2 separate regions of the Mustela erminea genome follow, and region 1 is linked to region 2. The links are chromatin contacts, called in public Hi-C maps. All regions are on one chromosome and are shown on one strand. The core of a region is the stretch at or near the end of the contact, and the rest is flanking DNA. Distances in the headings are between cores, read along the strand shown. Region 1 holds the start of KLF3 (Krueppel-like factor 3). Region 2 has its middle 250 kb from the start of KLF3.

Evidence for each region. Hi-C and Micro-C count contacts between places; a contact is called where the count stands out from the background.
Region 1: a Hi-C map of skeletal muscle shows a contact between it and region 2, with 5 times the contacts expected there. The contact joins the promoter of KLF3 here to the enhancer-like site in region 2. A contact is called at or near these places in 3 of 3 Hi-C or Micro-C datasets (fibroblasts, skeletal muscle and spleen).

Annotation. Positions count from the first base shown.
Region 1 is chr2:129,540,653-129,546,380 of mMusErm1.Pri, forward strand. It overlaps KLF3 (Krueppel-like factor 3), which reads left to right and starts at 1,285. Exons shown (of 6, transcript XM_032334075.1): 1 at 1,285-1,398. It also overlaps the pseudogene LOC116584986.
Region 2 is chr2:129,284,551-129,290,435 of mMusErm1.Pri, forward strand. No RefSeq gene overlaps it. Among named protein-coding and RNA genes, the nearest start is that of KLF3, 250 kb to the right of the region's middle. Within about 2 kb of position 3,536, the one cell type or tissue checked has open chromatin away from gene starts, as enhancers often do. A contact at or near this core is called in fibroblasts, where this site is marked.

The DNA.
Region 1 (5,728 bases), core at 35-2,534, 250 kb after region 2:
TGAGCAAATGCTGCTGCTACCGGTTGCCTTTTCGCTCCAGTGGCAGGCCCGGCCCGTGGGAAGTTTGCCTCCGGGGGTCCCAGGACCTTCAAAGAAGCCCGGAGCGGGGGAGGGGACGGCGGGGACGCGCCCCTCACGCCCGACCCGGGCCACCCCTGCGCGGGGAGGGCGACGAGGGGACCCGGCGTCCCGGGCACAAAGAAAGATCGCTCTTAACGCTGCTTCGAATGACCTTGGAAACTCGGGAGCGTTTTAGGGTTTAAGTCCTCCCCACTGCCCTCCCCTTTCCCGCCGCTCTTCTGCCCCGAATCCGCCCCGGTCCTCCCGCTCTTCCACCGCCGCTGCCTTTTCCTGCTTTTTCTTTAAGAGAGTTGCACGCACTCGGCCCAGGAGGGGCCGCGCTGGTCGCGGGGCCCAGCCCTTCCCGCCCCGCCCGGGGCCGCCCTTCCCGCCGGAGCCGGCTGATTGATGGCCCGGCCGCCCGGGTCCCCCGCCTCGGCCGGCCCGCGCGCCCGGCTGTGTGTTTTGGAAGCGGCGCAGCGGGCTGCAGCCCTGTGACGCCCGGAGCGGGCAGCGCCGCCCTTCCTTCCCCCCGGGCTGGGGCGGCGGCGCGGCGGCGGGTCCCGAGCGGGCGGGGGACTGGGGGGACGGGGGGCGCAGGGAGGGGGCGCGGGCGGGGACTCCGGAGCTGGGGCGGGTGCGCGGGGCCGGGCCGGGCCGGGCGGGGGGTGGGGGGCGGAGGGCGAAAGGCGGAGGCTCCGGGGCGGGGGCCGCGCCGCGCACGCCCAGCCCCTCGGCCGCCCCGCGCCTCGCCCGACAGGTTGGGCCGGCGGGGCGGCGCCCGGCTCCGGGGAATAATGAGTGTCTGTCAGGCCGTCCCCGGGTGACTGGGCGGGGCGGGGCGGAGGCGGCGCGGGAGGCGGGGGTGGCGGGGGAAGGGCGCAGGGCGGGGTGCGTGTTTGCGCGAGTGACTCGGCCGACCCCTCCGGCGGCTGCCTCCACCCAAGTGGGTGGGGACCCGCCCAGCCCGGGCGGCCGCGGCGGCTCCCTCTCCCCTCCCTGACCCTCCCACCCCGGGTCCCAGCCTCTACTTACCCCGCCAGCCCCGGGAGGCTCGCAGAGCGAGCGGCGCCGGCGTCATGTGACTGCCCGGAGTTGGTGCCAGGAGCCAGAGGGGAGCCAGGAGCGGAGCCGCGCGGAGCCGGGGCCCGAGCCGGAGCGCAGCGCGAGCGCCCGCCGCACGCGCGCCCGTCCCCGTTCCTGTCCCCGTGCCCTGCGCCGCCACCGCCACCGCCGCCCCGGCTGGCGCGCTGACATTACTGCATTCGCGGGGTTCAAGGCGGCTCGGAGCCGGGCCTTTATTTCTCGTCTGCAGCGCTCAGCACCGCGCCTCGAAAAGTAAGTCCCTTTCCCTCACCTTTCCTCGCCCCGACTCCTGCTGTCGCCCTTTTTGACTCGTCCGGTCTCATTTCTTTTTCCCCCGGAGGGGGGTCGCGCAGTTAAATGGGCCGGGGGTGCAGCGCGGGGGTGGGGGCGCCTGTGGGCTTGGGAAAGTGCAACAGCTCCTCGAAGCCGGGGGTGGGGGCGGAAGGGGAGGCAAGGGGGAGGGGGAACCCCGGGTTCGGCGGTTGAAAGTGTGGGATTCGGGGGAGCCACCGTGCGGATCCCGCGGTGCGGGGGACCGAAACCCGCGGCGCCCGCGGCGGGCCCGGGCGAGGCCGCGGGCGGGGGCTCACCTGTGTGGTCCCCCGGCTGCCGCCCGCCCTCCCGCCCGCTCGCAATTCCCTCCAAAGCCCCAGAAATCTCAGTGCTCTCCGCGTGTGGCAACGTTGTTTGGAGAAAGGTAGTGAGGAGGCCGCGCACTCCTGCTCCTCCCCCTCCGGGTCCCCCACCTCCCGCTCCCGCGCCCTCCCCTCTCCGCCCCCCGCCGCCCCCCTCTTTGGACGGGGCGCGCGACCGCTCGCCCGCCGGAGCAAACTTGGAGCAGCCTCCCGGGCCCTCTGGGAGGAAACTTAGGGCCGTTGGGACTGAAGGCAGCATCCCGTCCTCGCTCTTGGAGCCCAGGAGCTGCCAGGGCGTCTGGATCCTCAGGGGCAGGAGAAAAGAGCTGGCCGGGTTTGGAGAGTCCTCCTCGGGGGCACACCGAGAACCTGCCGCAGTGCCTGGAGCAAGGATTGCAGCGAGGCTGGAGGCAGAGAGCGCCTTCGGCAAGTGCCTGCAGCGTTAGGGACTCGAGCCGTGTAGGGACTTAAGAGACTGACCCCTGGACCTGGACCCTTGGGACTTACCTAGCATTCCAGATTGGCTTTCTTGGAGATGGCAGATAATACTTGGAATTGTCACATCCACTTTGCCAGATATCAGGGAGGATCTTCTGTGTTACATTTCACAGCTATAGACAGTAATAATAGATGGAGAATCTGTGTGAGCTGGACTTATTTTTAATAAGTCAGGTGAAACGGAACCTGGAAATTGCTCACCCTGTATTGCACTAAAATAAACATTTTGCACTGAATTTTTTACTAGCTCAGAATGCATTTTCCCACTAATATCACCCAGGATACTTTAAATAATATCAGTTATAGTCTCACAAGAGTCTGGTATTTGAGGAGAAGTATGTCGTGGTGTTCTGACTTCATTTACATTTAGTGTATAATTATTAGCAAAATGGAGTAGAATGGGCAGTTGTTCATTATAGGTTTTTCCACTGAGCAATTTTGCACTTTTTTTTTTAATAGTGCTTTCTGTATGAATTTGAGCAGCATTTTTATAAGAAATCCATCTGGATGATGATCTGCCACTGGAGGAAACACTTGCTTTTAGGGGAAAACCAGTCTGATAATATTAACATCTCCAAAACGTGGAGGGTTCGTGTTTTTTAAAGAAAAAATGGACAGATGAGTTTCTTCTGGCTCCAAGCATGGAATATGTTGACCTTAGCTCATTAACAGAGACCTGAAATGAGATGTTTGATGAATTTCAACTCTCTAGGGAAACTGTCCTGTCCTCCAGTCTGTGGGGTTTGCATCCCAAGTCTTAGAAGAAAAACAGCTCAGTGTACTATTTAAGTTCAATAAAGATACACTTCAAGGAACACTGGGCTTTCATGAAGGGGGATGCAGGTATAAAAATGTTAGAACAACAAAGAAAAGTAGCTGCTAAGACCACAAAATCTTGTCAGATATAAAACATGCTATTGTTTTTTCACTGCAAAGTTTCTAAATTAAAACCCAATCTTCTGGTTGCTATGGGCACAGTAATGCCTTTTTTTTTTCACCTGTAGTTTTGTCTACACACATTTTGTTCAGTCTCTGATCGTACAGTCTCTGATCGTAGAAACCTGAGTTGAACAGTCCTGACCAACTAACCAAAAAAAGAGACATAATGGGGGGGGACTCTAAGAATGGTTTTTACTACCTTAAATATACTTAAGGGAAAATAGACGTTTTCAGATATCTTGTAAAAAATTGATATTCTGGTCTCCAGATTGTATGACACTCTTGGGTTAAATGAAATGTCAGGAACAGAGTGACATTCTCCAAAGGTGAGTTTCTTTAGATGTGTGGACAGGGAGAACAGATGTGCAGCTGGGTGCGGATAGGTTTCTAACTATGCAGTTGAAAAAGATGGTGAAATTTGGGGGGGGGGGGTGACTCTAGGTGGCCCACACTCGGTGTCTAGGAATGTAGTTCTGTATAGTGAAGGGACACACGGAACTGGTCCAGTTGTCGGTTATATGGACTAACCCAGTGTCCTCTGAATTCTTACCAGTGCTCTCTCTGCCTTCTCGGGATGCTGAGGCTGAGCAGTGATCATTACCCTCACCCCTGATCTGATGGAGGCTAGAGACCAGCCATTGGGATGGGGGAGAAAGAGACAAAAGAAATGGGAAAGGAGGCTGGTGTTAATTAGGAAGGGTCTCTGCTGCCTGCATGTGATAAAATTACATGTTCACTTATGGTGTTTACTGTATGTGGAAGCTCCTATTTGTAAATAGGGCAGGTCCCCTGTATAAAGCTGGTGTTATTATTCACACCCATGGAACAAACACCTCCACCCCCCTGTTGTTGTCTTAAAAAACTCCAGCTGCTCATGAATATAGGGTCAGGGAGGGCTGGCTCAATGTTTCTCTGCTCGCTCTCCAGCACAGCCAGCAGAGCTGTTTCCTGTTCTTTGTTTCAAGGCTGGGGTTTGCGTCATACATTCCAAGTGGCATATGTGTGCTCTTTCCTGTTTCAGGCTGTTTTCTGGTTGATCAGTAGCCGCGACCAGGCCGTGGTCCCTGCCCCTAAACTCCCGATCTCCACCCAGGGAGTTATCCTGTCTCTACACACTTGCTATTGCCTAAGAGGCCTGTGTTATGTCATAACGAGGAGTCAGTTAACCTTTTTACATATACCCTTTGCTCCAGTGTGTTTCTGTGAGTGAATACATACTTGCACCTTCTTAAATTCATCATCGACAAAGAGTGACTCTGAGAAATGCGCGTGCAGGTTGAAGGCTAAACGGAGGTTGCATTGGTTGGTTTTCCATTCTTGTGTCGAGGTGGGCAGGGTGTTTGCTTGGAGATAGGCATTTGGCCCTGAAGCTGTCAGTTTTGGAGGGGAGGATTGCCACCTTACAGTCACCAAGACCTAGCATTATCTCCAGGCTGTGGCCCACCCTTGGCCACACCCTCGTTCCCCAGTCGCAGTGGAGCTCCAGACTGGAGGGCCAAGGGAGAGTTGAAGCGTTCCTGAACCCCTGGGCTGATTGGAAAATCTCGCCTAGGTTTTTAAGGAAGAGATACTTATTTAGGAAAAGTATTGAAGCTAGAAACATAAGCTACATTTGAGGGAATCAGCCCAGGGTCATCTCTTTTAAAGACAAAGATGGGAGTACTAGGATCATTTTCCTAAGGACCACGATGGATTCTGCATCTGATTTCTGACCTGTTCTAAGAAGAAAAAGCCCCAAGAAAAAGAGAACTGGAAATAAGAAATTCATTTTAATGACAGTCTGGAAAATTTTAATCTTATATTCTGAAAACAGAAGGAGACTTCTCTTGTTTTTATTGTCTTACAACACCAACTTTTTCATAATCCCCATTTTTGGGGGGGGAGGGTATATTCTGTCAGTTGTGGGCTAACATTTCTAGGTTAACTGTTTAAAACCTATTAACTTTTTCTCTTGGTTCTTCAGAAACTAAGTTTTTAAAGACATAAGTTGGACAGGAAACTTCTGGCAAGGTTCTTTTTAAACTTATTTTTGGATTTTTGTTAAAATCCAAAGGAATTATGTACAGTGTTCTCTAATGGAATTAATTCAGAGTTGCCACGGCAGCAGATCAGACCCTCTCCTCCCAAAATTGATGATAATAGTACTCTGGTTTTTAACTTCTCATTCCACCACATTCTTTATGGGTAAAGGGAAGTACCTAGTATGATACTGAGAAAACTACTAGAATCAAATAGAAGGTTACTGATAACCTTCTTTGAAAAAAGATGGGCCTCTTGGAAGTTGCAGTAAGATTTGTTCTTTCTCCTTTGGGAGAAGCAAACTTGAAATACTAAGCTGACTTACAGCGCAGGGGACCTTTAAACTAAAATTTGTAAGTAACCCAAATTCGAAGCAACTTTTTCAGTTTTAGTTCCAAAGCTGTTAACAATCCTCCTAGCTTTTGTAGACAGAATCTTTGTTTAGCTTACTCCAAGTTACCTTTCCTCCCCATTTGGGGGGGGAGAGGGAG
Region 2 (5,885 bases), core at 2,286-4,785:
AGAATATTATTCAGGCTTAAAAATATTTTTCAAGATATTCAGCAACATGCTACAATATAGATGACATTTTAGGACATTATGCTAAAGTGAAACAAGCCAGTCACAAAAAGAGAAATTATGGATGATTCCACTTATATGAGAACCTTAGAGTATTAGTAGAATGGTGGTTGCTAGGGCTGGGGGAAGAGTAGAATGGGGGTTTACTGGGTGCAGAGTCTCAGTTTAACAGAACGCAAAGAGCTCTGGAAAGGCAGAGCGGTGATGGTTGTGTGATAAGATGAAGGTATTTAATACCACTGAACCAATACTTAAAAATGGTTATGACGGTAACTTCTAGGGGAGCCTGGGTGGCTCAGTCGGTTTGGCTCAGGGCATGATTCCAGGGTCCTGGAATCGAGCCCCGCATAGGGCTCTCTGCTCAGCAGGAAGCCTGCTTCTCCCTCTCCCACTCCCCCTGCTTGTGTTCCCTCTCTCACTGTTTCTCTCTGTCAAAGAAATAAAATCCTTAAAAAAAAAAAAGATGGTAACTTTTACAGTATGTGTATTTTACTACACTCAAAATAATTGGGGGGAAAAAAAGAGAAAAATCTTCTCTAAAATTTTGTGGTCCTGGGTAAATATCATGAGAATAAAATATGTAGACTAGGCCTTTTCAAGTTGTTCCTATTCAACATCAGAAAGCTTTTTTAACAAATAGTAAGCGGTACATACAAAATAAATAAATAAATAAAATCTTGGCTTTCAAAATTTTTATTTAAAAAGGTAAAAGAACTGTGTGTTACTATTAACACTGACTATAAGGGGCAAGTTCTAATTTAAATAAATTCTTTAAACATTAAAAAAAAAAAAAGACAAGTTGGCGTCCTAATCCCCAGTTGCTCAGAATGTGACCTCATTTGCAGATTATAAAGGTAATCAAGTTTCAAGGAGGTTGTTAGGGTGGGCACTAATCCAGGATGACTGGTGTCCACACAGACAATGAAATCTGGACACAGATGGACATAGAGGAAAGACAACATAAAGAGACACAGGGAGAAGATGGCCACCTACCAAGCAAGAAGAGAGGGGCCTAGAACAGATTCTTCCCTCACAGCCTACGAAAGGAATCAATGCTGCAGACACCGTGGTCCCAGACTTCTGGCCTCCAAGACTGTAAGACAATAACACATTTCTGTTGTTTCAGCTCCCCAGGCTGTGGTACTTTGTCATGGCAGCACTAGGAAACCAGTACAAGGGACAATAGGTGATTCTGTGTTGTGCCCCTTGGCTGTCTCCTCAGGGCTTGCCTGATCAAGTGTGGAGAATTCTTGGGTCCCCACTTGATCTCCAGTCCCTCCTCATGAGGAACCATTGTAAACCCATGAATCAAGGGCCTGGGTAGACAGTCTATATCTGTTGGTCTGGCCAGAGTTCCTCCCTCAGTCTAGAGCAGCTGTGACCCAAGTGGTCTGACCTACACGGGACCTTCCATTACCTGGAGTTTCTGCTCACAGAGAGCCCCTGGTCTTCCTCTTCTTGGAGTGACCTGTGCTTGATCCCCTTTGATTTTTTTCGTTCTTTCAGGGCATGGTGACCATGGGAAAGATGTGAAAGCTCCTTTGGGGGAAGAATCCTACTTGAGGGTTGCATTGAAAGTGACCTGTCTGTCTGTAACACTGTGACACTTCCCGAGAATGGTCACTAACTGTCCTCTGAGCAACCGTAACAGACAATTACTGCTTAAACATTTGCCCTACCATATCATTTGGTTTTTACCAGAAATTGAGATGGAACCACTAGTTGCCCCCATCCATGACAGGCATGGAATCCCACGCTTGACTCTCAGCCACCATGGCTGGTTCTGATTTCGTGAGGGACCCAGGTTGATGAGCAAGCCTAGCCCACTGAAGCCTCTATGGCTTTAACTCTTTTGGATCCTCGGTCACCCACTCACCATTTGCAGATCAATCCCTATGATCTCTGAGCTTCCCAGGCAAGAGTCGGATGGTTCCGCAAGGTCCACCACCACGTCCAGAAAACCAATTCAAAATGCACGATAAACCTACAAATAGGTAACGTGACCACACATTTGAATTCATTTGTATTTTCATAAGGAAATATAGGTAAGAAGACAAAATAAGAATGATTACCAACAAAGGAGAGAAGGAAATGGAGAACTAAGACGAGGGCAGGAGGTGGTGATGAGAATTCTCAGGTATACTGAGCTTTAGAGTCCTGATTTGTACTTTTTTTAAAAAAAGTTTTTAAATTGAAATATAATTAACATACAATGTTATATTAGTTTCAGGTGTACCATATAATGTTATTCGAGAAGAATTCTGACTTTGGAGTCATGCACATGAATTGTCCATTAAAAATCAATTTTTAATTTTAAAAAATGCACCATCTATTGCAAAGGGCCTCAGACTCCCATTTTCGTTTATGAAACACACCCTACGTAATTTGTTAAAAAACAATCTTCCCTTAAATGCTTACAATACTCTATATTTAAAAATGGTGTCAGCCTGTTTGTTTGGCATAAACAAGAACCTGTAGAACGCGTTCGTGATGATGCCCAAATGGGCATTAGGGGCTAGAGTAGGGTTTTGGAAGACTTTGACCTCATAGCTGGGGCTTCACAGGAAACTAGCTGAGAGGCCTTGGGCTCGTCACTTGACTTTTCTGTTCCTCACCTCTCCATCTGCAACTCCGGCTCAACTCCACCCCTTGGCTGCTCTCAGGTTTGTTACGTGGCTCCCACATGAAAATACTTTGAAAGCACCATACGAATCATCTTGACGGTAAAGTTTCCAGTCAAAGGTGTGTAGCTGAGGGCCACTGCAAAAACATACAAAGCCTGAAATGAGACCCGGTCCAATCTTTAGAATATTTGTGTGTTGTCTCTATGGCACTGCCCGGAGACTGGAGTCACTCAAAGGTTGGAGATTTTTTTTTTTTTTCCAACTCTAATTTGCACCAAGCAATCTGTTAAGAGTTGGAGGGGTTGTTTATTAGAAAGGGGTGGAGGCGAAGGGAAGCATAAAGTCGACTCTCCATCTGGGCCAGGAGAGGAGCTCTGGTCCTAGAAACAACTGACAAGTCGTAGGAATGCTTGCTTTGGGGGTGGGGTTGAGGGCTTCAACTGCTTAGGCTTCTAATCCTCTCCCTTCCCTCCCCTAAACACACACAAAACTAAGGAAGAGGGCAAGAAAGGTAGTAAGATTCCTGGAAGAAGTTTCCAGAAGGAGACAGGAAAAACAAGAAAATAAAGAGCCCAATGTGTCCTGACACGTTGGTGTGTTTCCCTTTAGATTTTTCTTCCCCCTAGAAAGATATCCAGGATTTTGTCTTCTCTTAACAAAACTCTGGAAGGAAAGTTTGACATAATCCCCAGAACTGTAAAACCTCTTTGTGCGGCCGTCACCGGAATGCTTTTCTTACATTCCCTCAAGAAGCCAACCTCCAATGTGGCAAGTTCTGGAAGCCAGGAAGGGAGGCGGCAATCTGAGCAGAGCGGCAGGGCGGCTCCCCTAGGCGGAGCCCGGGCTCCTCCCGGCCTCAAGCGGCGCCCCTCCTATGGCTGCAGGGGAAAAGGAGGAGCGCCCTACATTTAAAAAGGCAGGAACCTACTGACTGCTGGAATCCTAAAATGCCGGGTGCCTATTCCCACTTGTGAGGTCAAACTGAGGTCAAAAGCATTACCTAATCATCTCTGAAAACCCCCTATTTGAAGGGGTTGAGCCGGGCTGGCGACACCCCAAGTCGTGAACTATATCAAACTTGGTCTTTAAAACTTAACCTAGGACTGCTGTGTTGTGTTTTTGTTTTGTTTTCTTTCGCCTGAGCCAATGTTTCTGGTGGCGTTTCTGTTACTTCCTGTTTGTGACTGAGCCTTCCTTGCCCTACTTCCTTTTTGGGGGGGTTGTTGCTTGTCCTGCCATTTCCACTTAGTTGTAGGGAAGACGGGTGCGTGTGTGTGTGCGCGCGCGCGTGCTCTTGCGTTAGATTGGAAGGGAAAGAAGCAATGACTAGCATTTCTGTTATAAAACACCGTTTCTTATATGTTCACATTCTTTACTTTCCACAGCAGCACGAGGGGATAAGCAAGATCATTAAGCCCCAGCTGGAGATAAAGAAACGGAGTCTTTTTTTTTTTTTTTTTTTTTTTTTAAGAAACGGAGTCTTAAAAAAAAGTTTCGTGTTCAAGGTCACTCATCAAAGAAAGGAGCAACACCCGAATCTATCTGACTCCCTGCTTCCAAATCCAAACCCAAAGTTCCTTTCCTTTCACTCTTGGGGGTAGGGGTGGGGGCCCAAGATTTCGCTCATTGGCCTAATTCTATTCGGAAGGTTTATTTGTTCAATTTTAACTACAGAGTTTTTATTTCTGAAATGTAAAGAAAAGACTTAGCTGGGGCCCTGCCCGGGAGCAATGGAACAGTTCTCAAGGCTCAGCTATTTCGTTGTTTGGGCAGCACCGCCCCCCCCACCCTCACCTCTGCAATCTTAACAACAGGGCTATTTCCAGGGCCAGGCTGGGGGGTTCCTGCTCCCCCCGGTACTCCGGGGGTGCGTTGTCCATGGCAGGCATTAGGGGGAGCATGTGTGTAAGAGGAGGGAAACCACTCAGGCCCAGGCAGGAAATGTCTGAGATCATGTGTCCTTAACAGGCCTGGTTGGAAAAGTTGTTCTTTTTTTTTTTTTTTTTTCTTTTTTTCTCTATCCCTGACTGAATGCTTAGTACTCCAGCCTTCTCCACAAAGATTTGTGCTCCCTGATGTGTAGGGTGGGAAAAATCAGCCTAGGGGGTTTGTAGAAAGAAGTCACCTCTAGGCCTACTGGGTCCAACAGCTCAGTCTCCACATTACCACGGAGGAAGCCCCCGCCCCAGGCCTCTGCAAGTCAGAGAAGGCCCTGGAATCTTTGTCTGGGTGTCATGGAGAAGACATGGAGACCCAGATAATGGGTTGTCCTGGGTCCTGAAAGGAGAAGAATTTGTGCAGTTGGTAGCAAGAGAATTAGAACGGACACTGCAGGAAGGGAGAGCTGTGTGCTTTTGTTTTGTTTTGTTTTTTAAGTACTATATTTCTGCTTTCCAGAACAATACAGGTGGCTGGCGGGGTTCTCTGGTGCCTTTCCCAAGCACTCACTTTGACAGAGCCTATTAACTTAGGCTACATTTTGACAAGGGCCTTGAAGTCAGATGGAAAAGAAACAAATATGTCTGGCATCGCATGAGTGCCCAGAGTGAGGCTGGGGAGAAGTGTCTGAGGTGTTCGCTAGTTCTGGAATAGCTTGGAGTGCTGACAAGGCCACTTGGAATCTAGGGTGTAGCGTTCTCTCTTTTTTTCCTTTCTGGACCCAAACGGTAATTTCTAAACCTGGGAAAGAGAAGTTGCAAGAGGGGAAGATACCCTGAGGGCTGGCTGGCAACAATTTCCTTTCAAAATTGCTGCAAAAGAGAAGCAGCAAAAGTTGATGTTGGCCTACACTTGGGACTGGTATGTAGAAGATAATTGATCTTCTGTGGTGAATGGGGGTTATGTACAGAAAACATTGTTTTGGTCTTGGTTCCAAATACACATGCAATGTGTACTCTAATGCACTTGCTCCTATATTTTTTCTTGTTCTTTCCCTTTTTTGCGGGGGGGAGGTGGTTTCAAATGTTGACTTCCTAGGGTATTTTCCAGGAGCAGTCGAAAAGATGTTAACCAAAATTTCCTGTAAAACTCCTGTGTAGGCATCTCTGCCCTGCTGAGGTTCAAAACCCCCTTCACTGTGAATAAGTTAAAAAAGACGTAATCAGGGTGACCAAAATGAAAATGGACAAAATGGCGACCCACTGTGTGTAGATGGTATTAATGGGCTTTGGATCTCTACTCCCGTCCTGGTTTCCCCTAATATAA